Linked DNA regions of Mus musculus: regions 2, 3, 4, 5 and 6 are each linked to region 1. The links are chromatin contacts, called in public Hi-C, HiChIP or PLAC-seq and promoter capture Hi-C maps. All regions are on one chromosome and are shown on one strand. The core of a region is the stretch at or near the end of the contact, and the rest is flanking DNA. Distances in the headings are between cores, read along the strand shown. Region 1 holds the start of Per2 (period circadian clock 2). Region 2 overlaps Hdac4 (histone deacetylase 4). Region 3 overlaps Lrrfip1 (leucine rich repeat (in FLII) interacting protein 1). Region 4 holds the start of Twist2 (twist basic helix-loop-helix transcription factor 2). Region 5 holds the start of Rbm44 (RNA binding motif protein 44). Region 6 holds the start of Ramp1 (receptor (calcitonin) activity modifying protein 1).

Region 1 (3,445 bases), core at 650-3,149:
AGTCATTTTCAAGGGTCACTCCAATATCTAGTGAGGCTCTTTCTTCTTTCTCCATGCTCAGCCATTCACCAGCTCCTCAGAGCTGGAGCCGGGGGTCCACTGAGATTGGAGGAAATTATACCATTATAATAGGCTCCCATACCTCTCAGGGTTTTCTAGGTTTGGAGTTTGAGAGAGGAGCTGTATAAATATCAGGAACCTCTCCTAGTTCATTTAAGCACAGCAGCTACGTCTCACACAGGGACGTTATGTGACACCAGCAGGGTTTCACAAACTTCTCACATCTTAGTTAGGCAGGTGCCTGAGAAAAGGGTCTGCAGATACAGAACTCCAAACGTGCACAGGGCCAGATCTCAGAGACTGTCTCAGATGAGGAAACTGGAGCCCAGGGTAAGCCGAGGTACCCAGTAGCTGCCAGCTGGCTGATGCAGGGCTCCCTCATTGCTCAGTACTCCAGCCTCCACACACAGCCTGAGCTGCGCCACTTATGTACCAATGAATCACACCAAGATGACAGTGACAGATAACTGCAGCCACCCACAGTACCATTCCATTCGGGCACACTGTACAGCTACCATTAAAATAAAGGAGTCCCTGGCTTTCTTAGATTCCAACAACGTACACAAAGTGGTGCTTTCCATATCTTAAAACACACACACACACACACACAAAACCGACTTTTTTAAATTAAAGCCTTGAGGCAGACAGACTCTGGTTATCAGACGAATCCGACCTAGACTCCAGAGACTAAGACAGAGTGGACATGCTTCCCTTCAGGTTTGCACCTCTGGTAAGCATGTGGACCAAGGAGGAGAAACAGATCCTGAGACTGCCAGGCCTGGTTTTTACAGTGGTACAGCTTGCCAGCCTGTGGCTGTGCCTCTTCAAGCTAGGGGTTACCCTGGATGATTTCCAGGGAGCCTTCTGGCTCCCTTGTTCCGTATGAATCAGCTTTCCAAACTGGTTCCTTGTGTATACGTTACAGAAACCCTGGCAACCAGGGTTCTTGCAGAAGAAGCAGGCCACCGCCCACCTCTTGGTCCATGTCTGTGCTTGGCAGCCAAGGTATGTCTCAAAGGATGACGATGTGACTGCTCCAGCTTAAGAGTGGACCTCTCCCCCCTCTCCTGACATACTCCCAGTCCATCTGGAGACAGGAAATACTGGCGTGGAGGATGCCACGGAAATCAAAGTGGGTGGACAAAGTGGTCTCCCTGACATAGGGGCGGGGAGGGGCAGGTGTGGCTTGGCACTGGGTATTTCTCTGTTTAACCCCTTTCCCACCGCTGGGAGTCAGTGCCTACCAGTGGTCCTTCCCCCAGGGCCAGACTTGACTCTCTGAACTCATAGCAGGAAGCCAGCTCCTTAGGGGACCCTCTGGACCCATCCTAGGAACAGTTTGCACTGACCCTGGCTTCCTTGGACAGCACCATGGGAGTCGGCGTGCTCAGTCTGGTGTCGTGATCACTCAATGTCTCTGTGTCCTCGGACAAGATGCCTAACTAATCTCTCCGACCTCAGTGCCTAACCTGAGAAATGGGGACAGCAGTGTGAACCTGGAAAAGGGTCACCGCGCAGTTCCATCTACATTCTGCCGAGTTGCAGCCGTTTGCACAGTCGGCAACTCCTGGCTCAGGACCCCAGCTCCAGCTGTCCGAGCCGCCGGTTACGTAAGACGACCACGGCCGTCCAGGTCCGCGCCACCGCCCAGCACCGCGCCACCGCCCAGCGCCGCGCCACTCACCGCTTCGCCGCGTCAACCCGCGCGTCTGTCCCTTGCTCGGCCCGTCACTTGGTGCGCTCGGCCTGCGCCGCAGCCGCCCGGAGCCGCTAGTCCCAGTAGCGCCGCTGCCGCCGCGTCGCCCTCCGCTGTCACATAGTGGAAAACGTGACCGCGCGCGCTGAGCCCGCCCCTGCGCGCGCCATTGGTCGGAGTGCCACCTCATTTGCATACTGGCGGGGCGGAACCTGAGAGCTACGCTCATCAATTGGTGGAGACGCCCGTCGCTCTCTTTACATAAGACGCACATGGAACTCCATGTTCGCCGCCCGGGTTCCTCAATGAAGATGCTGCGCGCTCTTGCGCCCCCCCGCGCCCGGGCGAGTAGGCTCGTCCACTTCCGGCCTGCGGGACTTCCATTCACCTGGCACGGCGGTGGCCCGCTCGTGCAGCCCCGGAGTGGCGCGTACCACTGCGGCGCGGGGGAATGGTGCTTGGCCGCTGCGCAACTCACAGCCGGCAGAGACCAGGGCCACCGGCCTATCACCTGCGACGACGTGACCAGCCTCGGTAATCCGAAGGACCGAGAATGCTCTCTGCTGACACCTTTCGCTCATCCAGCCCAGTTCATTCATTTCCCCTCTCATTCATTCATGGCGAGACGCTTGAGGGCAAATAGGACGGCCCCTCTGGATCTGCTGCTGAGCACCTTCCCAGGACAGGCTGGGTGACCCTAGGACAGGCCCCCCAGGCTGACCGTCATTCCAGATGGGCCAAAGCACAAAACTCCCACTTAGCCTTTCTTGTTTCTGAAACTGCGTGTTGCTAGTTAGTGTTGATTCAGGAAATAAGGTCATAATTGCCGTGCAGAGATACAAAGGAAAGAAGTGATTTCTTCCTGCCCTCAATCACATAGGGAGAGAAGACTGACGTTCTACAGGGAAGCTTAACCAAATGCGGTGGTGTAGTTTATTAACCTTACAGGAACTATGGAAGCGGGGTGTGCATCTGGAACAGCAGGGCTTTTCTGAAGTGGAAGCTACAGACACTAGCTAGTCAGGGGAGGGTACTCCTCCAGTGATAGGACAGCCCTGCCCCTGTGGAACCTTGGTTGAAGCTATTTGGTTCTTTCAAGAGCACTGTCTGGAAGCCTACTAAAGCGTTCAGGCTCCTGTCCAAAGGGTCAAAGGAGGGAGTAGAAGTTTCCTCGGAGCGGGTTTGAGGCTGACAGAGAACAACCTAAAGACTCATGCAAGGTGTGATGGAGAAGGCAAGCTTGTCACGTCTTCCAAGGGTAAAAAGGTCATTTGTCATTGCCAGGGAACTTGAAGCCTAGTAGCATCCACTACTCTGAATCTTCCCCTGGGGTGTCCTAGGAACCAGGAATGGAAAGGAGGCAAACATTAGCAACAGAAGTCTGCTAACAAACTGAGCTGCTGGTGTACACAGCCGGCTAACCCACATTCAAGAATTCCGTGTGGGAGCTACTTCTTTCTGTCTGCCTGGCAGGACAGGCATGCAATTCCTCAGATGCAGATGGGGGCAGAGACTAAGTTCATTTCAGCAGCCCTTTCCAAAGAAGCCCTGGGAAGCCAGATGTTGACTCACACTGCAGGGGGCAGGGCAGCACCTCTGGTTCCTCTGACACTGACACCTCACCACACTCCCCAACACACACAAACACTGAGCAGAGCTGGGCCAAGCTGCACCCTGCACACACCCAAA
Region 2 (3,445 bases), core at 694-3,193, 510 kb after region 1:
GCCAGTTCTTCCAGGACTCTCTGTAGACTACTCTCTGGGCATCACAGGTCAGTGTCTGTAACCTGACCAAGCTCCTTTCTGCAGAGAGGAAGGAATAAACCCCAGGATTCCAGGCTGCTATCATGGCAAGACTTTCTGCTATTTTGTCCCCAGTTATGTCTACCAGCTGCTTCCGTTAGGGTGGTGATGCTAACGGGAGCAAGAGGAAAGTGCTTTATAGGAAGTACAGACAGAAATATCTGGGAAATGAAGCTGAATACTGACAACGGAGCATGTGGCAAATCTGGGTGAGCCCTGGGAATGAGGGGCTCAAGTTGCAGTCGGAGGAGGTAGAAGCCAGCAGAAGCCAGCCTACATTTCCAGGCAGGGCAGGGCAGGAGCAGGAAGTCAAAGACACAGGCCTTTACTAGTCTCAAGTTCACAATAATGAGGTGAACAAAACAGAAGAGTTTTTATTTGGTTTGGAAAAAAAAGATCAAAAGTATTTCAAACTTTTACTTAACAGAGCGAATAAGGATTGGTTTTTTACATTCTAAAAGAACTACCATATGACAGAACTGGCAATGGGAAGCTGCTTCCAGGTACAGAGGGGCCTGCCCTTAGGTCCCCACTCCTCATCCCACACAGGTCTCAGATTTCCCATAGCATCTGCACTGCTCTTTCTGACACCTCAGTGGGTGGAGGGGGAGCGAGCCCTGGAAATCTTGGGAGGAAAACTGAGTCCATGGCTGTAGCAGAGACCCAAAGAGACACTAAGTCAGAGCTTCTGGGCTGCCTTGCTGCCTCTGGGCCTCCCTTCTGCAGGCTGGGCCCCATGGGCTCCCCTCACATCTGTTCAGTACGCCTGCATTCATTTGGCATGCCGGTTGGACCTCAGATCTGGGGTTAGTTGTGCAGGAGTCTGCCTGGGTTTGACCCCTAGGTCTGAGCTTGCATTTAGTTTTCATTTGCAAATTATAAATGCTGCCTCGCACAGGACCCTCTGGCTGCAGGGCAGTGCAAATCCAAATCTTTTCAAGTTGGGCCAAAAATTTGCCCTGAATTAAGAGATTGCAGCCTATTTACAATACAAAACAAAATAACTCCAGGAGAGCTTGGTGGTAGTATGAATAGATGCCATCATTCTCTTTCTGACGGGGCAATTTTCAAAGCAGCGATTTCTGTAAAGACTCAGGAAGAAAACAATTTTGTTTCATTTCCATAACAGAATCCAGACCTCAGCTTCACCTCACAATCTGTGATCAAACACAGCACAGGTTTTGCTAGGACAAGTTTGGCCATGTGTTGGCCCAACACACCAGGCGCTGTTGTGACTCTGAAGGTCAGAAGATCAGACAGGAGGCTTGGTCCCACTCTCTTATCCCAGGGGACAAGAGTACTGCAGAACCTCTGCCTCCTGAGGCCAATTTGGCAGCACAAGCTAAGGCTGTCTACACAGGTGGAGTAGATATCTTGACGGCTGCCTAGTTTTTTGTCATTTGTGTGTCTGAGTCTGTTCTCCAAGTGACTAGCTACTCGTATCACCTGGTTATAGAAATGCAAGGCCACCATAAACCAGAGAATGTCTTACAAATGTCATCTGACCCATGGATGCTCTGGTCACTGCACAGAAAACTATCTGGAGTACAAACTAGAGCGTGGCAAGAAAAGTCCACAATTCCCTAAGAGGCCTCTGTGGCCTGTATGGACAAGCATGTAGCACTGCTGTGAACGTACGCCATGAGGCACAGTGTACACATGAGGTGCGTAAGAGCTGTGGCCTAGTAAGATGCATTGTTAGACAACCTTCCCCAAAGAAAGGTGCCTGAGTTCCGTGAAAAAAAAACAAAAAAAACAAAAAAAACAAAAAAACCAAAAAAAACCAAAAACGCTCTCAGTCCCTTTGAAGCCCCAGATGGCCCCGCCCACCCCATAGTACTGTTTATGGAAAACACCTGGCAGCCATTACCCACTCGAGAGAGCAAGGCAATGATTTCTGTGACCACTGAGGCCCTGAGAACAAACAGGACATTATTTACACATTAAAGAAATGCTTACCCCAACACCACCACAAGGAAGCCTGACGAACACTGAGGTCAGCGAGCCTGTGGGGAGAAGGACAGGGTCAGAAGATCAGGGTAGCACTGGCTCTGTGAGTGCCCAGTCTGAAAAGCATGCTGTGGACCCTAGGACAAGACTGGTTCTTAGAGTCCCACAGGCTCTGCTGCAAGACTCTACCACCAGGCAGCAAGGGCAAGGAGAGTGGCTCTGCCAGAGTCTGAAAGGAAGCAGCGTTTTATGGGTAGGCAGCCACAGGAGGTGGGAGTGGGCCCCTGAGGAGTTGGCACAGCCTTGCACAGTCCAGACACCATGCTGCCCATACATCTTGTGGGTAGGGGAGCTTGTTTGTACCTGACAGTGTTCCTATTACAGAACAGAACCTCTTCTGTTGAGGGCTGGCAGATCTAGGGGTTAGGGGAGGCTGGTTGTGTTTACATATCTGGCTGGAGTTCCTAGCATGGATCTGAGTAAACTCGCCCACTCCTGGCCTGCAGCTAAATGCACTAAGCCATTATGGACAGTGCAGGAACAAGGACATGCCTGCATATTTCCTGCTACTATGAGTCCTCAAATTCACAGCTCTGTGTGGCCTTCCACTTCCTATTGTTTCTTGATGGCTAGGGCACTTGGTTCCTGCCTGGGCCAGCTTCTTACTATCCCTGCCATTCTCCTTAAATGGACGAACACCCACAGCCTAGGTCCAGGTCTTGGTCTTTATTTGCATATAAAAACATGGGAGGCAGAACAGGAACAGTAAATCCATCTTTCCTTCAGTGAGAGGTGGGCAACAAATTCAAATGTTTTAAGCTTTGCATACTTAGGTTCTTGCAGCAGAGGGGAATCTCCAGGGGGTTAAGAGTTGGCCATGTGGGGGATGGAGAGCTCCTCTGCCCAGACACTGAGACTTCCTTCAGGAAATGCATACTGCTTATGTGGTAGCCAGGGCTATGGAAGTATATCTCCCTTTGAAATTATAGCCAACACTGTGTATGTTATAGATGTCAATCACTGGAATATTGTCATGTTCATAATCCAGCCAGCAAAAAAGGACAAGGGAACTTTATCCTCTATTAAGCACAGAAAGCACACTTGAGTAGGAGGTAGGGCATCCTGTTCATGACAAGGATGAGCTTGGGTGTCTATTGTTAGTTTATTCAAGGGTCCCTGCTCTAGACTGATTATCTTTCATGTCATCATGCCAGCTTGGGCCACAGCCTAGCTCTAGCTGTTGGTGGTTTGGGGTCACAACTGCTTCAATCAGGCTGCACAACGCGCATGACGTCTAGCCTTAAGGACTATGTCCACTCACAGCAGAAGGAGGGCTGATGTTTTAGGGTGTGGATGAGGTAGGAGAGGTAACTCACACTCTCTGTGAGAGCCAGGCTTTCAGAGGTCTGCTTAGCCT
Region 3 (3,445 bases), core at 273-2,772, 360 kb before region 1:
GCTGTTAACATAAATATTTTGGGACAGAGCTTCTCACCAGGCCTGGTTCTTGCTGATTTTCTGGCTAGTCAGCAAGTACCCGGAATACTCCTACATGGATGCTGGAATTACAGCTGTATACCACAAAGCCAGCTGCTGCCTCTACTGCTGCCGCTTCCTCCTCCTACTCTTCTTCCCCCACCCTCCTCCTCTTCCTCCTCCTCCTGCTCCTCCTCCTCTTCCTCTTCTTCCTCCTCTTCTTCCCTCTTCCTCCTCTCTCTCCTCTTCCTCTTTCTTCTCTTCTTCCTCCTCTTCTTCTTCCTTCTCCTCGTCCCTCTTCTTCTTTTTAAAATGTGTTGCTAGAGATTAAACTCAGGTCCTCATCATGCCTCATAGCAAATACTTTACCAACTGAGCCACCTCCCCAGCCCCTTGGTTTTTTTCTTCTATCCCCAAATGGCCTTGAATTCACTATATAGTTGAAGATATCTTTGAATTCCTATCCCGACTGCTTCCACATCCCAAGTGCTGAGGCTACAGGTGTATCATATGCACCACACCTGACCAGACAGTTTTGGCTGTGGTAGGGAGACACACCCAGGCTATAGCATCAGTGTGGGTGGAGGGAGGCCCACATTTTGAAAGCCATGAGTGGAAAGTGCAGACAGTCCAGGCCAATCTCTTTTGCTGGGCTCAGACATAAATACATAGTTTAGAACTCAGTTCCTGAACACTATACTGCCCAGGATTGGTTCCTGCATCCCAGAATGCAGCAGACCCAAGATACAGCACTTGCATAGATGAGCTCATTGGATTTGTTTTAGTGTAGAATCCTCTTTCTTGTGCGTAATAGTCAACTGTACACTTGAGGAATAAGTGGAGTGTTTGCAATCAAAAGAAGTTTGTAGCTTTACTTTCAAAGATTCTTAACAACACCTCCTCCACCCCACCCCACCCCACCCCACCCCACCCCGCTGCCCCAGCAATGACTGTCTGGGGTGGCTGATTTGTCATCACTAGGCGTGGCCCTTGGATTTATTTAAGTATCAAGATGAGGTCATGATGTGGGAATGTTCATGGTTTCTGTGACTGGAAAGACTGAAGTCAGATTCGGATCCTTTTGTTGTGTGTGCACTTTCCAGATCTGTGGAAAATTTACACACATGAAACAAGTTTGGCTGTTATTTCCTCACAGAGGCATGCATTGTATGTCTTGGTCTCTGCAGCCTGTGAGGCAAGAGAAGTGATCTCTGTGATGTGGGGAACTGGAGGTGTGGTCATACTTTCCCTTCTGTGCTACTGTGAGAAATGCATCAATCCAGCAGAGCTCTGTATTCCCTCCGGTGAAGGCTGCTAAGTCTGTTGCAGAGATAATCAGTAGATGTCCCCCCTCCCCTTCTCCAGTCACCTGTTTGTTTATTTGTTGCCCTAAAGATCTTTCGATCATTATTTCTGTTGTCATTTAGTGAGCAAAGGTCAGCGCAAAGATGTGTGGAAAACTGGCTGGCCTCCCAACTCAACCTGGCACCTCACAACAGCCAGGTACCTCCACACTAACTGGGGAGCCTCCTGGGTATGGTTCTCAGGTGCAGTGACCCCTCTGCAAATGCAGGGCAGCCTCCAGGAAATTCTTCAGTCAGTGGGAGGGTCACTAGCCTTTGCCAGGTCCCTCTCCCAGGCCTGCTCCTGACTACTCCTCCCTCTCAGGCAGGAAGACCCACAAGTCTGAACAGGAGCTTCTGGGTTTCTTCCCACCAGCAAAGCTGGACATGCTTCATTGACACTTTGTTAAAAGCCGATCCAAATTGCACACCCACCTTCCCAGTGCATACATAGCCCTGGGACACAGAAAAGCATTATGTTAATGCTGGACCTGAATCTTAGAAACAACAGGGCTGATTCTATTCTTTCTTTATGCTTTTTTAGGCACCAAGATGCTGGGTTTGTCACCCTCTGTCCTTGGAACAAACAAGGATACAGTGACCTCTCCATCCTGGCCTCTGTGGGAGACCCATGCAGTAGGATGTGCAGCAAGGCAGGGGTTAAAAGATGGAGTTAACACCACGTCACAGCTCCTGCTCCTGACTTGGGGCAAGTAGGCAGAAATAAACTCCTTCAGATGAAGTAGCCCCCTGAAAGGCATATGTTTTTGCTTGGTTTGAGCTGCCCCAGCCATAATAGGACATAGTTTTTGGTGTCCATATTGGTTCTTGGAAAATACCCCCGGCTTAGTATTTCACCAGGAGTAATTACCAGGAGCCAAAGACAGAAGAAAATGCAAAAGTCAGCTGCAGCCCTCAAGGCTTTGCATCTTGCATCTGTCAGACAGGAAGTGAGGCAGTGCTACACACTGGGGGCAGGGTGGTGCAACCGAAGAGTAAAAGTCACCAAACAAAGGAAGTGATGGTTCATTCCCCTTTAAAAACGTGAATATACCTCTGTGTCCATAGGCTACTGCAAGGGCTAAGACTAAAGGTTTGGGGCTCCCAATGATACAATTCTTAGGAGAGCCAAGATGCATCAGCCCGAATGTAAGTGGCAGGGGACGGAGTTCCACCTCATTCCAGCACCACTCCCCACTCCACTCCCATTCTTCTGTAACTCCGTCCCCACCTCCACTTAGCCTTTCCATCCTAATTAGTGTTAACTGTCAGCACAGCCTAGAATCACCTGAAACCAGAGTCTCAATGGAGTAATTGTCTTTACCATGTTGGTCTGTAAAAGATGATTTTAATTGCTGTAGGGGGTGCTGCCTACTGTAGGCGATACCATCCCTAGACAGTCCTGGGTTTTATAAAAAAGCTAGCCATGGTTCCTACCTCCAAGTTCCTGCCCTGGTGCCCCCTCTATGGCAGACTGTGTCCTGGGGGGTGCAAGCCAGATAAAGCTTTTCCTTCCCAAGTTGCTTTTGGTTGGAAAGCCACAGAAAGAAATGTAGGAAGTGCACACATGCGCGCGCACCCCCCCCCCATATTTTTCTCATGTTAATTGAGCACCTAGAATAGTCTGGTCATGAGTCAACAGTGTTAGGCAATGCAAACCTGCCCTCGCCCTTCATGGGATACACAGACTGGGCTAGAAGATGTTCATCAAATAAATAACATAAACATCAGTTGCACCTGCACGAGCCATGAGGGCAGGTGCGTGGAGAGAGGCAGAAGCTGGGGTTAGAGGATCTAGGCTTGAACCACAGCCAAGCAGAGCCAGGTGACACCTAGGGCATCCTCCTCATCTAAGCCCTACAGCCCACTGGAATCCAAGAGAGCTTCCACAGATCTGAAGCATCCTTCAGGAATGTCTCGGGTGGAGCCAGGACTTGCTGTCTTGTGTACTCATAGAAAAGTGCTGAGCTAGCTGTCTGCCCATTCGAATTTGAAAACAAAGACACCCCCACCCCCCCACCCCCCACCCCCGCCCCCGTGATTCATGTTGTCTAAAGAGGCAAGGCAGGGTCCAGGTGGAGAGC
Region 4 (3,445 bases), core at 500-2,999, 340 kb after region 1:
GTATCACCTGATTTATTTATTTAAGCCGGACTTTAAAGGGGATCCAGGTCAGGAGATGCCTCACCCGTTTGAGTGATACACCCAAACGTGACCCAGCATGCCTGCACCCTATGCCTTCCACCCGGAAGTCCCAGGAAAGGCCGTCTCATGCAGGCAGGAAGCTGGGATCTGGATGCGGTTTTTTGGTCCTTAAAGGAACTTTGAATTTTTAAAAGATGAAGGAAAGGGACATTGGATAAAATGTGGCCTTCCCAGAAGGCAAGTCAGCCTGGCAATGGGCACTGTGGCTGAAGGAGACCTTTAACTACCCTTCTGAAGCCTGAGAATGTTTAAGGAGCCACAGAGCTGTGACAGTCCTCTGTGAGTGGGCCTGCTCTCCACAGAGCATTGTTCCAGTGGTGCGTGTTGCATGTCCCCAAAGGTGGAGAGCCCAGGCCTTTGGTGAGGGGGCAAGAAGTGGCATACACAGCTCTTCCAGCTCCTTAGACAGTGGTCTCAACCCGAGGGCCCCACATCGGGGGCCCTCCCCACTGCCCCCAGGAGTGGCTGAGGCTGTAGCAGTCTCTGGCCTCAGGTTCAACTTCAATAAGACCTAGTTAGCCCTTGATCACAGGGCTTCTCTGACAGCCATGCTCAAGCCTGGCCTAGTTGAGCCCGGGTCACCTGGGAATAGGTTCAAAGGCAAGGAAGCTGTAAACCACCTCCAGGCCCCAGCTAGAGCGGCCTGGCGAACAAAGAGACCCCAAGCACTTCAAACGCGCTGGCTGGCGCTCGGCGCTCAGAGTCCAGATGGCAAAGGGCCGGGATCCGTGATGTCTGTTCACCAAGGCCTGGCCCAATGTTCTGCAATCCTGAGCCCTCCTGCCCTGCCCATCAGTGCCCAGGGCAGGGGACTTCAGACAGGTTCAGCCTCTCCCTAGTCTCAGTGTTCTGGGCCCACCACCCGCCTGCAAGTGAAGCACAGTACAGAGGCTGAGGCTGAACCCCAAACCGGGATCCAACACTCAGGGCAAGGTCAGGTAGGCAGGCATGGCGGGCACATGGGCGCTCCCGCAGAGGCTCGCTGTGATGCCTAAGCTATAAAGCATTTAGGGGGCAGGTTCTGAAAACGTGTCCAGGCTGAAGTAGCCCAGAAAATCGGGATTGAAAAAGGATCTCCAACTTGCATACTGGCCCGAGCCGGGCGGCGTCTCTATAGATCCTAGAGGCGAGATCGTGGGGGTGGACATCTCTGCCAACAGGCGAGTATCTGCCCTGCCCCGGGTCGTGGCACTCTGCCTGCACAGCTCCACTCACTGCGGGCAGGATCGCGTTGCAGACGCCGGAGGTCTCAGTGCGCGCCCCAAGAGGCTCCCAGCTGCGTCCTTGGTCCACGGAGCACATCTGGGCTTGGACTTGCCTCCTCCACCCCTCGCAGAGACCCTGAACCCTGGCAGGGCCAAATCTGCTCCAGGAGACTCAGACAAAGGCAGGCACCGTTGAACTTAGAGGTCAGCACCGCTGATTAGCGGCCCGCGCCTGGGGTAGGAGCGCAGGCTGAGCGCGCGGATCTGGCCTCCGAGATGCGGGCCACAGTCAGGGCCGAAAAAAGCGGAGACAAAACTGAAAGTGCCGCCCGGGGGGGGGGGGGGGGGCGGGGGCGGCCGGCGAAGGCCCCAGAATTTGTCCTGCCCCTGGCCACGGTGGCCAATCAGCGCGCCGCCCTCGCTCCTGACAGCTATTTAGCAACCCAGCCGGGATAGAGTTTCCAAAAAAGTTAGAATAACTTCCTCTCCCGGAGACCTCGGTTTTGCACAAGCCGGCCTCGAAATCAGAGCCTTTGAGAGCGACCCGGGAGCCTGTGCTCGGCGGCCGCGGGCTTGGCCAGTGGCGTGCGCTCGGCGCCCCCCAGCCCCACGCGCGCCGGGCGGGCGCCATGGAGGAGGGCTCCAGCTCGCCGGTGTCCCCCGTGGACAGTCTGGGCACCAGTGAGGAAGAGCTGGAGAGGCAGCCCAAGCGCTTCGGCCGGAAGCGGCGCTACAGCAAGAAATCGAGCGAAGATGGCAGCCCGACCCCGGGTAAGCGCGGCAAGAAGGGCAGCCCGAGCGCGCAGTCTTTCGAGGAGCTGCAGAGCCAGCGCATCCTGGCCAACGTGCGCGAGCGCCAGCGCACCCAGTCGCTCAACGAGGCCTTCGCCGCGCTGCGCAAGATCATCCCCACGCTCCCCTCTGACAAGCTCAGCAAGATCCAGACGCTCAAGCTGGCCGCCAGGTACATAGACTTCCTCTACCAGGTTCTCCAGAGCGACGAGATGGACAATAAGATGACCAGCTGCAGCTACGTGGCTCACGAGCGTCTCAGCTACGCCTTCTCCGTGTGGCGCATGGAGGGCGCGTGGTCCATGTCCGCCTCCCACTAGCGCCGCGCCGTGCCATCCACCTCCGGAGCCGCAAGCCAGGGTAGGTGCTGCGTGTGGTGGGCATCCACGACGCACGGGTGGGTGGGCGGACGGGCCAGTGTATCTCTCCTCGTGAAGGTACCTCAGGCAACCGCACAGGGATGGGGTGAGCTTCCTCACCCTGCAAGGGTTGGCGCGACCTGAGAAAACTCTCCTACCCCGGGGGCACGCCCAAGGTCTTTTGCCAAGGGTATCCGTTCGGAATCCACCCGCCTGTGGTTCCCCATCAGGGTCCAAATACACTTATTGGACAAATGGTCACTTTTCATTTTTGGTGGATGGGTATCTGTGGGTGACTCTGTGGGGAGCGGTTGTCAAAACGTCTTCCTTAGGCCAGCGGAGGCCAGGAGATGCGATGCCCGCTGGGTTGTGGCCGACCTGTTGCCTCGCGCTCATTCTATGGAGCTGAGGAGCCCACGCGTGGTACAGACAATCCGCTCTTTCTGATCCGCAGTTCCGGCCCGCGCCTTGGATGCTAGGGCGTTCAAGCCCTAGCCGGCTCAGTACGTAAGATGATGCTGGCCCCTGGCGCGGCAGAGAGGTTTCTGTTCAGCGCTGGGGCTCCAGGTTCACAGAGGAGCAAATCTCTGGGCGCCAAGAATGCAGTAGACCCTTGTCGCCCCAAAAGTATGGAACCCTCAAGCGCCCAGGCCTGGGTGGATGTAGCGGCTTGGAGTCTCTGGCTGCCTGCAAGCAGGTGGATCGTATTTAGAGTTGTGTGCTTAAGTACCACCATCCTTGAACTTGGAAAGACACAGAGGCAAGGGATTCAGGCTGGGTAACAGGTCTGAGTGTGCGGTGGGTGTGGATGAAGAAGCAGTGTGAGCAGGGCCTTGCCTGGGAAGAAGGCAGCTCAGCACAGCTGAGCACCGGATTGGTGTTTCAGAGAGCGTTTATCATGTCCTGCACCCGCTGCTTAGCAGACACATCCCAAATCCCCAGGCAGCCCCAGGGGCAGTATCCTGCAGGCTCTGCTTCCCTGAGGCCTTGCTTAGATCTTCGAGGGGA
Region 5 (3,445 bases), core at 422-2,921, 310 kb before region 1:
TCAGTGGGGGAAGAGCTCCTAGCCGGGTATAGAACGTGGTCTGCAGTGTCCTCAGGGTGCCTTCCTCCCCATACACTTCCACAGCTACAGGGCATCCACCGCTCTGAACTAGACACCTGCCCAGACAAGGTATAGTGTCCAGCCTCATCTGAACCAATTTGCAGAACAGATGCCAGACTTAATTATCTCAGTAGCATCTCTGAATGAAATGGTGATTTCAGAAATTAAACACAAATTCACTATAGGTAAGAGGAGACTTGCATGAGCAATTGAGTTACTGCAAGGTGACACTGTGCAGGCCCACAAACTTATTCACAGTCTCCAATTCATTACTGAACAGCACCCAGCTGCTGGTAGGTCAATATGAGTTTGGCAAATCAATTTATTAATAAAAGAATAAATGAGGCCTCTGTCTCTGATGGAGCAGTTTGAAGGTAGACCCAGGTTTAAACCCATTTTGTCCTTATTGAAAGGGCCTCCACTACTCTTTGGTAATTATGTTCAGACAAGTAAAGTCACCTATGATGCTATTGAGATGTTGGTCCTCCTGGATCGTCTAATTTTGTGCAAGCTTAAATTATCTACCGTATCTGTACTGAGAACACAAACAAAATATGTATGTGGGAGGGGCTAGAGAGATGGCTCAGTGGTTAAGAGTACATACAGTTCCCATAGAGGACTCCATTTGGAATCCCAGGACCACCAGGGCTCACAACCTCCTATGAACTCCAACTTCAGAGAATTCCATGCCCTTTTCTGGCCCCTAAAGACAGCGCACTCAACGTGTACCTACCCACCGAGAAACACGCATATAGGCGTAATTACAAATAAAAAGCTTTAAAAAATATGTATATAATGAAAATTTAAAACCTCAGCAATCAAATAATCTTTTGTTTTGTGTTTTTTTGTTGTTTTTTGTTTGTTTGTTTGTTTTTGAGACAGGGTTTCTCTGTGTAGCCCTGGCTGTCCTGGAACTCACTTTGTAGACCAAGCTGGCCTCGAACTCAGAAATCCACCTGCCTCTGCCTCCCAAGTGCTGGGATTAAAGGCGTGCGCCACCACTGCCTGGCTCAAATAATCTTTTAATGCAGTCATATAAAAATCAAAATGAATACTAAGAGATCCATGATACCAAACTAAATAAAAACAGGATCACAAACAGTGTTCTCCATGGAGCCGTTTACAACCTGACCAAAATGGAAGAGAGGAGAAAAAAAAAAAAGGATACTGGTTTGGATAATTTTCTCATTTTGAGTCTTTTTCTGTTACTTTTTTGTTTTTAATGATTGTACTGAAACAATCTCTTGCTTTCTGAATTTTGTTGTACGCCCATACATTTTGTCCCAGAGGCAAATAAGTGCCCCACTCTAGACCCCCTCACCCCGCAAAGAGGATGCAGGATGCAGCAAAGCGCAAGCCACGGGGTTCCATGTCTAGGGCACACACAGCTCTACAAACCACAGGCACTCACCCGCTTAGCGCCTTTTAAGTCTCGCGAGAAGATACTCCCAGCGAGTCCAATCCAAGCCCCGTGCAGCTCCTTCCCGCGCATTTAAGCCCCACCAGGCCAATCATGGAGCCACCCTGTTACACAGCCAATAGGAGCTCTCCTCGAGCGGTGGGTGGGCCTCCGGCAGCCGTTACCCGCTAAACCCTGGGACACTACTCCTTGGAAAGTAGAGGAGGAGAGAGCAACCTGGAGGAGAGGTTGACAGCAGGGACACAGACGACACTTACGGTGAGCCCGGAATGGAGGCGAGACACCCTAGCCTCACCCACACCCTGGGCAACAGGGGCCGGTAGGAGCCTGTTCGGACCTATGCTGCCCTGCAGCAAAGTGCCCGCTCAGTTGCATTTTTTTGATCCCACCACCACGGTAGTAATTTGCTCTTGCAGGCTGGCCTGGAAGTCACCCTATGCATCGACACACCTATTGGTTAGGTGCTGGGCATGGAACCCAGGGGGCTCCTTCATGCTAGGCAAGGGTTCTGCCACTGAGCCAGGTCCCCAGGCTCGCCACAAGCACTGTGAGAGTGACTAAAGAGACAAGTGGGCACTCAGTGACAGTGTTGTCACTGAGGTCAAAGGTTGTTCTCTGGCGTCTGCACACACATGGTGCACATACAGACACGCAGGCACACATCAGTACACGTATCTGATTAAAAAAGAAAAAAAATGACTATGCTAGTTCTGGTAAAAGAAAAAAAAAACATGCTGGTAAGTCTTGCCTTTTTCCTCACATCATAAGATAAAATCCTGGGTTTATCTCTTGATTATAAGGATTCATCAGCAATCCACACCTGTCATTTTCTTTGAGGAGAAGTTTGTAAATAGAGATTTAATTTCCTTAGGTGCTAAGAGACCATTGAAGAGTTGTCAGATTTGTTAGAGAAAGTGTTTTAATCCTCTATTATCGCTTTAATATTGCCAATAGGTTAGTGGTTTATGTTTTCTCAGACCAAGTCTTATAAAGAGTATCAATTCCATTTGTTTTTAAGAAACAACTTTTGTCTTGTTTGCATGCACGATTGCCCGCAGAGAACAGAAGAGGCCATCAGTCCTGAGCTGGACTTTGGTTCTGAGTCACCCACTGTGGGTGCTGGGAATCCCACTTGCACCGTCATAGAGCAATAAGTGCGCCTAACCACTGGGCCGTCTCTCCAGCACATGCCTGGTTTCTTGTTTCTTCAGAACCTTCAGGCATTTCTGGTAAATCTTTTGTAGTGAAAGGATTCAATACTATTTTCTATTGATGGTGTGTGCTGGTTCTTGAACCCAGGTTTGCTGCATGAGATGTGTTAGGCAAGTGGTCAGTCTACCACTGACTTAGAGTGCCCAACCCCTAAAGCTGTAAATGAGTGCTATTTTAGCTGCATACTACATACTAAATTTCAAAATGTTTTATGATTTCCATTGTGATTTATTTCACCCAGAGACTTTTATGAATGTGATGCTTCATTTCCAAATCTTAAGGAAGTAACATCTTTTATTGTTTTGGTTTTGTTGTTTATTTTGGGTAGACAGGGTCTTAGGATGTTGCTCTGACTGACCTGGAATTCATTCTGAGATTCAGGCTGGCCTCAGATTCATCGAGTTCTGCCTCCTGAGTGTAGATAGATACTAACGCATTCACTACACATCCAAGAACATAAACATATTTAGGCTTATTGCCTTGCCATAAAAAAATCTAGGTAAATTGTGTGAAAATAATGCTTTATAATATAATGCAGTGGACAGTTTGGGGCTGTGGTTTCTGAGGAAAGGAAAGGTCTGAACCCCTGTGATAGCCAGACTTCCTTCTTAGAAGCGTGCTGCAGACCATGAATCAAGACAGAGATTTTAAATAGGAAGATCTTTGAGTTGAGATGGAGCTTAGACTTTAGAAAGACTGGTTAGCTAGACATTTCAGGGCTGTAGGCATGTATTTTTGCCAAACTGGGGATTG
Region 6 (3,445 bases), core at 438-2,937, 280 kb before region 1:
CTAGTATTCTTTGTCCTTTTGTTTTTATAGCCCTGTGTGGCTGTGGTGGTTACGTGTTGCCGTATGCTGTGTGGTCTCGCTTCTTGCTGTCCCGCTCCTTCAGGCTGCCCTGGGACAGCAGCGGTTCTTTTCCTCTGATGCCTAAGGCTAGTCCTGCTCGCTCTCAGCTGCTCTGAGCACAGTTTGTTTCCCTCTACGGTAGCGGAAGCTGGGCTGCTCCAGACTGTGTGTGCACATGCTCTGCTGCTGCTGCTGTGCACTTCAGGGAGTGTCCTTACGTACAGTGTGAAGCCTGCCCTCTGCCTCTCTCAGATGTCTTCCCGAGGCGTTCTCTCTGTTTCTTAGATTGGTTTCTGGACTATGGCTTCCCTCATCCTGCTGAAGTCTGGAAACTTAGTAGGCAGCCCCAGGCTGCCTTGATTTCTTGTTCTCAGGGCTCCCTGAACTGTCTACTGTGGCAATTGCTGAGGTCTGGTTACTTTTCCGTGTATAAATGGGAACTGTATCCACTGAAGGTGTTGTACAGAAGTAGACCTGCTGACTTCTACCTTAATGCCTCTCTCCCTCTGACAGTCTTTTAACGCAGTGTCAGCACATGCCCATGTGAGAGGGGATCCAATGCTGCTGATGACCAGTTAGAAGTGAGCAAATCTCACAGACTGAAGATGCCAACCTGCAGTCCTAGGGCAGCCACACTAAGGCCGGGTGTCAACGAGTTGCATCCTTTCTGTGTGAATTGGGAGAAACTCAGGGCAATTACTGGGGAGCCTCACAGCCTAGATTCTGAGCTGCAGACATGAAAGGAAGGACTGAATGAGGCAGGGCTCAGCTGCTTTCCAGCCATGACTTGCCCGTACTCCCATGTCTGTCCATGAAAGGAGGCTGGCCTCCTGGCAGGGCTTCATAAGGTTCAAAACGAAGGGCTAGCCAAGCCAAAAGAATGTGTTCCCTTCCCCATGTCCCCTTGACTTTAGGACATGTGGGGTCCCCAAGACATAGGTTTATGAACCCCAAATGTCGGCTTGGCCTGTGTTCAGGATGAATACCAGGTTGCTGTTAAGGGTCCTGAGCGCTTGGCCAGAAGGTGGCAGCAGCCTCTAGCCTTGTTCCCCTTGCTGTGAGGAACGCTGCTCACCCACCAGTATTGTAAACCTGAGTGAAGTCTCTGCCAGTGTATGGGGCCAGTGATAGTCTGCTCACCTGCAGCGTGCAGAGTGCAGACCTGCTCAGTTAGTCTGAGCTGCTGCATCCATGACTCTCCAGGTCAGGCCTAGCCTGTACTTGGGGTATCTGCCCCAGGGTTCTCAGCTTGCCGGTGTTACATGGCCTTTCTTGCTCATATTCACACACCCAAGTCTCCCTTACCACTACTGGTCCATCCTGTGTAGAGTCATGGCCAGTAGCCAACCCCAACGGAAGTCTCACCTTTTTACCTAGCAATTCCTTTTGTCCCTAAATTCGGTATTCATGGACTCTGCTACCCTACCCTGGCTTGTCACCACCTGCTGTCAAGCACACCTTTGTCCCTCCAAGGAGCCTTGTTCCCACTGACCATCTTTCCTGAGGTTCCACTTCTTGTCCTACAGACGTTGGTTGTCAGGGCTGGTTTTGGCCACACCACTCCAGCACCCCACGGGGAAAAGGAGATGGGACCACGGGGTGTTTGCAGAGCCCACAGGATAGCTGAGGAACCCAGCCGTCAGAGCGAGGTGCTGAGTTTGGGGACCTGGAGACCCTCCAAGCCCATCCGGCCCTGCAGACATTCCAGGAGGCTCCCCTCTAGTCCCAGCCGCGCTCCAGCCTCAGGTGCCGCCCGCCAGCTTCCGCCCTCGACAGCCGCGGGCGTGGGAGCCGCAGTGGGCCGGGCGCGGTCTCTCCTTAGCTCCCGCCCCCGGCGCGTCTCCAGCGGGCGCAGAGCTCGGCAAGGCGCTGGGACGGTGGGGCTCTGCTTGCCATGGCCCCGGGCCTGCGGGGCCTCCCGCGGTGCGGCCTCTGGCTGCTGCTGGGTGAGTAGCCCGGGCTGCAGCGTTGGTGGTGACCTGGGGCCGGGAGGGCAGCACCTGAACGCACCTTACTCAGGGCATGGGGTCTGGGCAAGACAGTAGAGTGGTGATGGGGGCGGGGGAGGGGGCGCTGCACCACCTTACGCTGCCACGGAGACGAGGTGGCTTGGGCACATCATCCAGCGGGCCATCCGAAGGCATCAGCAACTTTTGATCATACAATGGGCAGCTTGCTTTCCGGGAGGGATAGGGTCGCGGGGTTCCCCTGTCGGCACTTCAGTTCTCCAAACTGATGCAAGCTCCCTGAGCCAGAAGCAGCTTACAGATGTGCAGTCTTCAACCAGAGCCACAGCTTAGGGATCCGGACACTAAGGACAACTGGAAGCCTGACTCTCACCTACAACAGTTGCTGGTTGAGACTATTATTTCCACGGAGGGTGGGAGGCTAGGGGTGAAGGGTGGTTGTTGTTGGCGTGTGTGGCTAATAAATATTAGAGGTGGCAGACTTGCTTGGGATTTTGTTTTAGATTGATCAGAAACTGTAGCCCAGGGGTGACTAACAAGAAACTGCCCATCTCAGTTCCCTTGTCTGTAACGTTCTCAGGACCCGGGGCTGTCATACCTCTTGGACATAATTCAGGTACATAGCTACATTTTAACGAAAGCAAACAAAGAGTCGGTCCAGTGTCCCTGGAAGGGCCTGTGGCTTGATGATTCTTGTGGTCTTTTCCCATACCCATGGTATTGGTCAGAGGCACCTGCTGCACAGGCTCTGGTGGTGGCAAAGGCTGCCCACTAGTGCTGTTTATAGCCAAGGAAGCAGCTTGGGGCAGTGTGGCCTGTCCCCGGTGACTGGGCAGGAACAGCACTGGACACCTACCGTTTGCAGGGCAGAGCTCTCCTGTTTTTAATCCTTGCCAGGGAGTGCCAGATCTACACTTTAAAAATCTGTTTCTGTGTAATAGAATCTAAAGGTGGATTTGCCCCTTATATGTGTTGGCTAAACTTGCGTGAAAATCAAAACCTTATAATAATGTTGCTGTCTTTGGCTATGTTCAGATCCTTTTGGCTTGATGTGAAATTTTAGCTTCAGTTTCCTAAGAGATGAACATTAGCAGCACAGGGAGCTGGTTGGGCCCCTCCCCCACCCCCTTTTATTTAAGAATAAGCAAATAAATTAAGTTTCTTTACTAGTGCACCAGAGTCTGCACCCTGGAAGGCTTGTGTAAATAGAACACTTATGCTTGACCACATGTAAGGACCGCCTGTGTTTACCAAGAAAAGGGCTCTGCTCTCAGTCCAATGACCTGTGCTCTTGACGTAGCCCTGAGCAGTCTGGCTGATGTTATGTCTTGGGAGAACAAACACAACTCTATGAGGTTATCGGTGAATTAATGACTTGGGAACCCAGCTGTGATGAGCGGAATCACTGAGCTCATAGT

Evidence for each region. Promoter capture Hi-C pulls out the DNA fragments that hold promoters and counts their contacts. A called contact is a pair of places that touch in the nucleus more often than the background predicts. HiChIP or PLAC-seq counts read pairs in DNA pulled down with a chosen protein or histone mark.
Region 2: a contact with region 1 is called in a promoter capture Hi-C map of the 3T3-L1 cell line, with 6 times the contacts expected there. The contact joins the enhancer-like site here to the promoter of Per2 in region 1. A contact is called at or near these places in 6 of 39 promoter capture datasets (the 3T3-L1 cell line, cranial neural crest, frontonasal cranial neural crest and 2 more), 2 of 115 datasets of contacts at active chromatin or transcription factors (forebrain and pancreatic cancer cells) and 1 of 9 other capture datasets (embryonic trunk).
Region 3: a contact with region 1 is called in a FOXA1 HiChIP or PLAC-seq map of pancreatic cancer cells. The contact joins the enhancer-like site here to the promoter of Per2 in region 1. A contact is called at or near these places in 1 of 484 Hi-C or Micro-C datasets (liver), 3 of 115 datasets of contacts at active chromatin or transcription factors (memory CD8 T cells, microglia and pancreatic cancer cells) and 1 of 9 other capture datasets (liver).
Region 4: a promoter capture Hi-C map of the SN4741 cell line shows a contact between it and region 1, with 2.6 times the contacts expected there. The contact joins the promoter of Twist2 here to the promoter of Per2 in region 1. A contact is called at or near these places in 9 of 39 promoter capture datasets (the 3T3-L1 cell line, 3T3-L1-derived adipocytes, the SN4741 cell line and 3 more), 2 of 484 Hi-C or Micro-C datasets (both in embryonic stem cells) and 1 of 115 datasets of contacts at active chromatin or transcription factors (pancreatic cancer cells).
Region 5: a contact with region 1 is called in a promoter capture Hi-C map of the HPC-7 cell line. The contact joins the promoter of Rbm44 here to the promoter of Per2 in region 1. A contact is called at or near these places in 4 of 39 promoter capture datasets (the C10 cell line, the HPC-7 cell line and hematopoietic stem and progenitor cells).
Region 6: a contact with region 1 is called in a Hi-C map of CD8 T cells, with 2.9 times the contacts expected there. The contact joins the promoter of Ramp1 here to the promoter of Per2 in region 1. A contact is called at or near these places in 5 of 39 promoter capture datasets (the 3T3-L1 cell line, the C10 cell line, the HPC-7 cell line and 1 more), 1 of 15 datasets of contacts at CTCF or cohesin (the NIH/3T3 cell line), 3 of 484 Hi-C or Micro-C datasets (CD8 T cells, embryonic stem cells and granulocyte-monocyte progenitors), 4 of 115 datasets of contacts at active chromatin or transcription factors (the HPC-7 cell line, memory CD8 T cells, pancreatic cancer cells and 1 more) and 1 of 9 other capture datasets (adipose tissue).

What each region holds. Positions count from the first base shown.
Region 1 is chr1:91,457,429-91,460,873 of GRCm38.p6, forward strand. Per2 (period circadian clock 2) reads right to left here and starts at 1,900. Exons shown (of 23, transcript NM_011066.3): 1 at 1,745-1,900. Gm35591 (a long non-coding RNA gene) reads left to right here. Exons shown (of 3, transcript XR_003948694.1): 3 at 1-342.
Region 2 is chr1:91,962,743-91,966,187 of GRCm38.p6, forward strand. Hdac4 (histone deacetylase 4) reads right to left here. Exons shown (of 27, transcript NM_207225.2): 17 at 2,038-2,084. Among named protein-coding and RNA genes, the nearest start is that of Gm46242, 85 kb to the left of the region's middle. RefSeq lists an enhancer at 186-3,218. Within about 2 kb of position 1,944, at least 26 of the 459 cell types and tissues checked have an H3K27ac peak or open chromatin away from gene starts, as enhancers often do.
Region 3 is chr1:91,094,354-91,097,798 of GRCm38.p6, forward strand. All of the region lies in intron 12 of Lrrfip1 (leucine rich repeat (in FLII) interacting protein 1), which reads left to right. Among named protein-coding and RNA genes, the nearest start is that of Lrrfip1, 43 kb to the left of the region's middle. Within about 2 kb of position 1,523, at least 126 of the 459 cell types and tissues checked have an H3K27ac peak or open chromatin away from gene starts, as enhancers often do. A contact at or near this core is called in liver, memory CD8 T cells, microglia and 1 more, where this site is marked.
Region 4 is chr1:91,799,712-91,803,156 of GRCm38.p6, forward strand. It overlaps Twist2 (twist basic helix-loop-helix transcription factor 2), which reads left to right and starts at 1,750. Exons shown (of 2, transcript NM_007855.3): 1 at 1,750-2,438. The coding sequence starts at 1,916. The coding sequence ends at 2,398.
Region 5 is chr1:91,143,432-91,146,876 of GRCm38.p6, forward strand. It overlaps Rbm44 (RNA binding motif protein 44), which reads left to right and starts at 1,672. Exons shown (of 16, transcript NM_001033408.4): 1 at 1,672-1,738.
Region 6 is chr1:91,178,135-91,181,579 of GRCm38.p6, forward strand. It overlaps Ramp1 (receptor (calcitonin) activity modifying protein 1), which reads left to right and starts at 1,688. Exons shown (of 3, transcript NM_016894.3): 1 at 1,688-2,006. The coding sequence starts at 1,955.